Regions from separate parts of the Rattus norvegicus genome. Here region 2 is linked to region 1. The links are chromatin contacts, called in public Hi-C maps. All regions are on one chromosome and are shown on one strand. The core of a region is the stretch at or near the end of the contact, and the rest is flanking DNA. Distances in the headings are between cores, read along the strand shown.

Region 1 (4,142 bases), core at 631-3,130:
GTTTTCCTAGTGCTGAGAATAAGGACTTGGCCTCTCTTTAAGCTACCTTTTCTCTTATCCTTCCCACCTTTCTCAATGAAGCTATGCCGAAAATTTTGGTCAAAAACTTTATTCCTTATATCAATTATCAAGATTACTGCTTATGTATAGATCAAATACTTCAAAAAACTTTTGCATGTCTAGTCTTTTTGTTTTTCTTGTATTTAATAACTGCCTAATATCTTCATTATTCATGGAAGCATCTTGGAAGGGCTTTTCTAGAGCCCTACTAAGGCTCTAGAAAAATCTCACAATCCATTTTTGCTTGTGCTTAACTTAGGTTTCTTATTTTAATGGCTAAGACGTGCAAGTCCTATTTCTCCCCATCCCACTTTTAGTTTGCTCTGTGATGTTTCTGACCTGCTGGACAATGTCTGACCTACTGGATGATGTGAGTTCTCTGCAGTTCTCTTCACTCCTTCCTGGGTTTTCATTTCCTAGTTCCCATGTTGTCTTTTCTTGGTTTGCTCCCAAGTTTGGGGAGGTTATATCCCTCCAGCTGTCAGGTGCACAGGTTTAAAGTGTGCTATTCTATCCTCACAACTGATTATTTCATTTAAACAGGCAGTTTAAAATTCACTGACATTTTAAAAGCACTGCTGTGTCTGATGCCCATTTTGAGGATCATTTCCCTTCCTCACTCTTTGCCTATAATGTCTTGGCTTTCTAACCCCCAGCTCCTCAGCCTTCACTCTTAGTTCCCGAGTTTAAACTTCCCAGTAGCAGCTTTGGCCTGGCCTTCCTTGTTTATTATGCAAATACCAGGAGCCCTTTTTAAACACTACATTTTATACATTTAGGAGCCTATCTCTCTCTGCCCAGCTATAGGCTGTTGGCATCTTTATTCAGTCAATCGTTTTAAATTAAGGAGAAAGGTCACATAGCACTACTTTGTGTGCTGTGAAGATTCTCTCATCCCTGGGGGCAACCAGACCACAGGGGCCGGGGAACAGCATTCCTTCTCGTGGCTGCTTTCACTGCTACTTCTAAATAGATGGAATTTTCTGGAACCAATTCACACACTTCCCTTTTTTTTCACTCATTAATTAGCTGGGTTTTTTTTCCTATGCTACCAGATAATTTTCCAATCATCTTATTGAATTTTCTATGTTAGCGATTATATTTCCCATATATGAAAGCTCTTGGTGTCTGGTCTTTAACCAGGCACTTAGTTTAGCGTAGTCTCATCAGCCTGAGGACACAATGTCTCCCTTCTTATCAGCACTGTCGGCCCAATTAGTCCCTGTATTCTCTTTTTTGTTCTGTCTGCTTTGAGATGTTTTCTTCCAAAATCTGATTGTCCTCAGATGCCTTACCATAGTTCAGAGTGAGTCAATAAAACACAAAGCTTTGGAAATCACCGTGACAGGGTCACACTGCACATCATGGGCCCACCACGTTCCCTCCGAGGACATTCTGGTACTCCTGGTAAGGCATGAGATGACAAGGCTGCCAGTGTGCCGGAGCCAACCTGAGCATCAGGAACTAGAAACTTCACTGTTCAGAAGCAAAATAGCATGTTATTTCCCAGTTACCAAATCCATTTTCAGCCTTGCCTATCTTGGGGGTTCAATTCAGAAAGTACCCAGTGTCTTTCCAGGGACTGGTCGGTGCACATAGGCTGGGATGGCCCCAGGTAAAACAGAGCTTTGAGTTTCTAACTAGTTTCAAATAGGAACCGCACACCACACCACACACCACACACCACACACCACACACCACACACCACACACCACACACCACACACCACACACCACACACCACACACCACACCGTACTGCAGCGCACTGCACCACCCTGTCATTCCACCCTGCTTTCTTTCTATCCTTGAGACTAGGATGAGTCAGCTTGCTTCTGTCTATGTCTGCTCTCCTGGCACTTAGCTTTGACCTTTCTTCCTTCTGCTAAGTCATGAGCCGCTCTCTGTCCACTTTCCATCTTTGTGTTTTGTGGTTTCGGGTTTATCAAAGATATGTGTTTATGCTTCTTAATTTCCCTGCTTCAGAGAAGATTGACTGCAGGATGGCGAAAGACTGGAAATCCGAAAAACCAACGCTTCCCTTCCCCTGAGTAGTTTGCTGCGCCCGGCTTTGTTAGCACCTACCACTGCCATTCATAACATCCACTCTCTGGAGTCTAGCTTCAGTGAGCATTGTGTTGCACTAGCTTCCCTCCAGAAAGCTTTAGCTTACTGATGAATTATTTCCACATCCTAGAACCATGTGGCCTCTAGCTTCACCAAGAAGCCCTTCTTAAACCGTCCCCAGTAACTCTATAAGTTCTCCCTTTATTGAGCTCAGTCCTATTCTGTGTACTGTGTATTTCTCACTGGGGCACTAACGAAAATACAACAGAAGATTTTGAACTATTTCATCTCTAAAATCCACTGAATTCTTGTGCTCTGCTGTTGTTAAGAGGCACATATACAGCTGGCACTTAAAGACTCTGAGAAAATTATACCATTTCCTTTCAGTCAAGATCCTGTCTCATTTCAGTGAGATAACGAAACAACAGCCACCAAAGCTCTCTTTACAATATGCTCCTCTAGAAAATATGAGTGCAAGTGTGGTCAGGACCACTTAGAGGGTCAGAAAGCGGGCACAGGCCCTTCCCTCCAGGATAAAAACACTGGACTCAGCTGGTAGAAATAAACATAGACACCTACTACTTCTCAAATGGGGCAATCGAGACAGCCAGATTTAATTCTAAAAGCTCAAGTGTTTCTTTTTATCTTTTTTGGCTTTTCCCTTAGACAGTTATATCAAGGGTCAGAAAAAGAAAAATAAGCTTCACCAATCCTCCCCTTAAAAAATAAAAATAAAGGGGTTGGGGATTTAGCTCAGTAGTAGAGCGCTTGCCTAGCAAGCGCAAGGCCCTGGGTTCAGTCCCCAGCTCTGAAAAAAAAAAAAGAACAAAAAAAAAATAAAAAATAAAAAATAAAAATAAAAATGAAACACTTTCTCCCATTCTCTCCACTGCACTTGACTAGTCTTTCAAAATATTAATTAATTAATTTAACTAAATAAAAGTGAAATCTTTGACTTCAGTCCACCCTTTTCTGTGTGCACTGACAGACTTTTATAGCAATGAACGTTCCTACCACCCATAGAACTTGCAGCCTGTCCCTGGTCCACGGCATGGAAACTACAAAGGCCTTACCTCCTGGCAGCAGCTGACCCTGCCACTGGCATCATGACAAACTGTCTTCCTGGTCTTTGCCATTCCTCCTTTCTGGTTTCCCTACCTCACGGACTATCTCCTTTCTTGTCAGTAGACAGCAATAGTGCACATGCCTCCCTCACTCTTGCTCCGAGGTGCTGTCTCCTGGTTATCTCTACCTCTGCTCTAACTACTGTGCCTGTCTTTCCCACTCCAGAAACTTCAAAAGTCAATAAAAGATGAACACTGTGGTTTTGGCCTATACAGCAGCAGGAGGATTGTGAGTTTGGGGTTAGTTTGGGACAGATAAAGAGACGCTATCTAAAAACTAGAGTTAATTATATTATTGATGATCATCAAAGGAACCTGGCAGTTAGAAGAATTGTCACACAAGTAAAGACTGAGTAGTTCTGTTTGCCTGGTTCTATATGGCTAGGTTCTGTACCCCTAGGTTCTATACCGCTAGGTTCTGTACCCCTAGGTTCTGTACTCCTAGGCTGTGTACTCCTAGGCTCTGTACCCCTAGGCTCTGTACCCCTAGGTTCTGTACCCCTAGGCTGTGTACCCCTAGGTTCTGTACCCCTAGGTTCTGTACCCCTAGGCTGTGTACCCCTAGGTTCTGTACCCCTAGGTTCTGTACTCCTAGGTTCTGTACCCCTAGGTTCTGTACTCCTAGGCTCTGTATGCCTAGGTTCCTCACACTCAACACTTGGCACTTGGCCTCACCTCAGGCCGCAGAGCCATTTAGATGCCTACTCCAAGGCATCACAGACAGTCAGAAACTTGAAAAGAATTCTTGATTCTTTGTTGGCCTCTAGCCTCACACCCAATCAATGGCCACATCCTACTAATTCTGTCCCGGATGGACCTTTAAGATCAATATCTAACTCCTTGCATTCTTATCCCTTCCCTTGTCTTTGCTTCATCCTGCATAAGCCTTGTGT
Region 2 (4,142 bases), core at 1,011-3,510, 130 kb before region 1:
AGAGAAAAGGGGGTTTGCCAAGCAGGCTTTAGGGCTTCTCGGGTTTAGCAGGTTTCAAATTATAAAGTGATTTTACCAGTTTATAAATGTGTACAAATACTTGAAATTCACGAGCTCCAGGAATTTAACACAAACAAAATAAAATTCACATACATGTATATGTTCCAACTTAACTACTTTAATCTCAAATAATCATAAGTCATTTTCACTGGATGTTCCCACCAATTATTTTTTTACCTTTTTTATGAATTTGTAAAAACCATTCAAATGGATGTCATTAAGTTTAAAAAAGTTTACTGGTAAGCTATGATAATAACCTCATTACAAAATTTGAAATTAGCCCTGACTGCACTTTTACTTCACTTTTTGGGTGACAAGTAGGTAATAAGTATTGAGGCTTTACATTATGAAGTAATTCCCTGATTTATAACAGAATAGACTGTGAGAAGGAGAAAGTATTTTTGAAAAATCCATCCATGTTTGCAAGTTGAAGATTGGGAACACTAAGGAAGTGCCCCCAAAGTCATTGACAGGAATAGGATGCATGCTGGAACCGCCCTCTTGAACTCTGACCTTCTGCCAGATTCTATTACCCATGATAAGGCTCCCTGATTTTCAAGTCAAATGAAAAGGCCACATAGACGTGGCTATCAGCAAATCCTCCTCCAGTGGCCATTTGTTGAGCTGAACCCCCTGGAATCAGTCCTCCAGAGCAAGCATGTTTCTTTACTCAGTTGGTATGAGCTATGGCTGAAACGAAGGTCCCTCATTGTCATTTTGGAAACAGAGTCATCAAACTCTTATTTACTGGTCAATGAGTTTAGAGACAAAAAGGTACTTCAGGAACAGATAAGGACAACTTGGGGTGTCCCTGACACAGACACCCAGCTACACTATTGTCTCCATGCATCCTTCTCCACCTATACTGGCACATATGCTATCAATACAGCAAACAGTGTCAACGCCACCCACACGATATTAATGCCAGCAAACCCATTTCCATGTGTGGGTTTTAAATACCTAAGGTAAATGTTGAGTGTGTGCTCTATGTCATTTAATTTAATACTACTAAGATTGGTAACTAAATGTAACCTAAATGAAAATCCAAGCCCTGATGTTTTAAGGTAAAAGAGCAAGTGGATTTTGAGGGGAAAGGGGAGTGCTCCAGGTGAAAATCTCAGACACAACCTGTCTTCCAATTCAGCTCACAGTCCTCAGAGTTATGTCCCTCTTAAATTAGCAACAGAGACCTGCACGACAGAGACCCTTGATAAAGAAACCGTTAGGAAGATCCGGTCCCTCCTGGGTGGGGAGTTAAGGAGTACAAATCACTAGACCAAAGATGGTTGAGGCATTACCGACTCCCTTCTGTTTTAGAAGCACACAATTGTCGATGCTCAGAATGCAGATTCTTAACCGGTTAGTACCATGGAAGAGCCCTTTCAAAGGCAACTCAACTGATAAAGACAGATACATCCTCTGCTCCTCAACTAATGGCTGGTAGTTTCCTGAACCTTCTGAGAACTCTATGCAAACTGCCACTGAGCTTTGCTAAGAAAACAATCACACGTCCTCTTGAGTACTTACTCACTGAAATGTTTTCTTACTAAAGAGTATTTTGGTTTTAAACCATAGTATATTTTCTAACTGGCTCGTGCTATCAGTTCCAACCATAAGGTGAGTACACTTGCCCTATTACCAGAGAAATTTTAGGGATTTAGTGCAGAAATCCCGAGGTAGAAAAATTAGGACTTGATATTTTACACTGGTTTTTGCCCCCATCGGAAAGGAGAACATGGCACCAGAGAGTGAACCTTAAACAAACCATAAAGAGCTAAGCAGGGTTGTGGTAAAAGCATCACTTACTGTAGCTGTTCCTCATCTCCTGGGTCCCTTTCACTTTGCCTCGTTTGTCAATCCTCAGGTACCACTGGGTGCGACAGAACAGTCTCCTCACCCTTATATCCCCTCCTTCCATGTAGTCATAACTTCTCGTGTGTCGCTCGGGGCTAGAACAGTTCACGCTCGTGGCCGTCTGCTCTGGACTCATGTCATTGCAAGCTAAAGATATGGTGCCCACAAGACAGACGAGGTGGAAGCACGATCTGTAGAGCGGAGTCGGCAGGATCCGTGTCAGTATCCATTTGCGCATTATAGAGCAGTGCCCCGGGTGTCCATGAATAACATAATGAGAACTGGACCTTGAGTTGATCGCTACTCCTAGGTCATGGGCCTCCTCCTGTCTGTGAACTGGAGATTGATTTGAGAAAAGGTCCTCGCTCTTTCCAAACTGTTAACCTTATCTTTTAGCTTCTGATGCCAATAAGAGGATTCCTTCTTCAGGAGCACAGTTGATGGGTATATCCTTGTAGAAACCGGTCGGAACAAGGCCAGTTGCTGCCGTGCATTTGCTGCTTGACTTCTGTTCGCAATGAAAGATTAGGAATGGGGAGGGGGAGGAGAAAGGGAGATAAAAAAAGAAATGTATGTATAAATTTCAGTAGGTAAATAGTCTAACATCTCAGTGTGACCAAATGTCGAAAGCTCATTTAAAACAGCTTCCACAGAAGATGTCAACATCTTTGCCACTTTGCACGTAGAGTCAGAAGAGCTATGCATTAGTGGAGAGACATCACAAGAAAACGGCACCATTCATTCCAGTTGCTATCTTGTTAGGAAACACCGTGTACTTACAGCTATTGGGTTAAATCGAGTTTTACAGCCACTATCGACAAAGTTGAAACACTCTCCTTGGGATCCATGAGTATACGCTTTTACATTTGTGCTTAATAATTATTTTCTCTGAAACTGCCCAGATTTTTCAAGTTAAGTGTCAGGATTGCCCTGGAGAACTTCAAGCGTCTCTTTCCATACGTACTACAGCACAATTTCTGTAGATATTTACACAGCTAAAAAGCCACCCCTCCCTCAGTACTCTAACCATAGAGAGAGAAAATCTTTCAGAAAAGATTCAGCATTGTTTAAAAGACAAATAACAGTAACTTACTTGTTCTGTTTGGAACAGCTGGGTACACAAGAGTTCCGTGTCTGCTGTCTGCCTGGTGCAACTTGAGCCTCTACTGTAGCTACAAACTATTTCTCAGCTGAGAAGTCCTCCAGCAGAATCATAATTGTTTCCATAAATCAACAGGCAAAAGGATTTTCTCCGTGTGTGAGCGCGTGCGCTTGTGTGAGTGCGTGGACCCTTTTATTCAGAGATTTTCAATAAATACCTTTGCTGACCTCATTGGAAGCAATTAAAGCTTAACCAGTGAGCTGTTCGTTGTCTGAAACAGCAGGAATAGATGAAGGCTTGTGTACCGTTGAGTGGTCATAAGGGGGAGCTATGGACACGGCTTTGGTTTAAATCCACAAGTGGGCATCCGCTCTGTGGAAACAGACCTCTGATTCTCAAGCACTTACATAGAGAAAGGGAAGTGTTAGCCCTTTTAAGCACAGAAGCTGTACAGTCTGTGAAAAACATTTCCTAGAACATATAGAAGGGCTTTCAATAGTTAGATGGTCTTTACAATACACTGGGGAGGTAAGTTCATATTCCTTCATACTCAGAGTACTAGAGCAGCAGGCTCAGGGCTGAGAGTAGGTATTCCTAGGCAAGAACATACCTTTTCTCAGATAGTGCACCATTGTGTGTGAGTCTTAGTTTCTTATTAGACTGGGATTCTAACAAACAATGTGGCCTTGGATCAGTCACTTACTTCCCTGTGGCCCAGCTGCTGCTTCAGGTATCAAATCAATGGCCATGCCTAATCAGACCAGTGCTGTGCTGTCATTTTAGCATCCCATCTTGTGATTTATTCCAACAGACGACTCACAGAAACAAAGGACACATGCTTTGCAAAACTATCATTCTTTTAGAAAAATGGTTTGTGCCTTGGTGTTTGACTTGTGCCTCCCTGAGAGCAATAGCATAAAAAAAATAACTGATAAATCCAGTAATTGTAAGGCCAATAGCTAATGGACATAGGAGAGCCCTTTTGCTTTCCAAAATGAGTCTGTGCCTATCCTGTACTGAGCAAGATTGTAATTGTATTTTATATTTAGAATGGAGCCATTGTATCACCAATCTAAATGAGTATTTAAGAAAACATATGTTAAAATTCTCTTTTCCATGTACCTGC

The links. Hi-C and Micro-C count contacts between places; a contact is called where the count stands out from the background.
Region 2: a Hi-C map of the A7r5 cell line shows a contact between it and region 1, with 6 times the contacts expected there. The contact joins the promoter of Fgf7 here to the enhancer-like site in region 1. A contact is called at or near these places in 12 of 12 Hi-C or Micro-C datasets (the A7r5 cell line, the Rat2 cell line, Schwann cells and 7 more).

Annotation. Positions count from the first base shown.
Region 1 is chr3:133,607,624-133,611,765 of GRCr8, reverse strand. The region is part of intron 5 of Galk2 (galactokinase 2); the gene reads right to left. Among named protein-coding and RNA genes, the nearest start is that of Galk2, 39 kb to the right of the region's middle. Within about 2 kb of position 1,880, at least 8 of the 93 cell types and tissues checked have an H3K27ac peak or open chromatin away from gene starts, as enhancers often do.
Region 2 is chr3:133,733,745-133,737,886 of GRCr8, reverse strand. It overlaps Fgf7 (fibroblast growth factor 7), which reads right to left and starts at 2,260. Exons shown (of 3, transcript NM_022182.1): 1 at 1,867-2,260. The coding sequence starts at 2,152. The region is part of intron 11 of Fam227b (family with sequence similarity 227, member B); the gene reads left to right.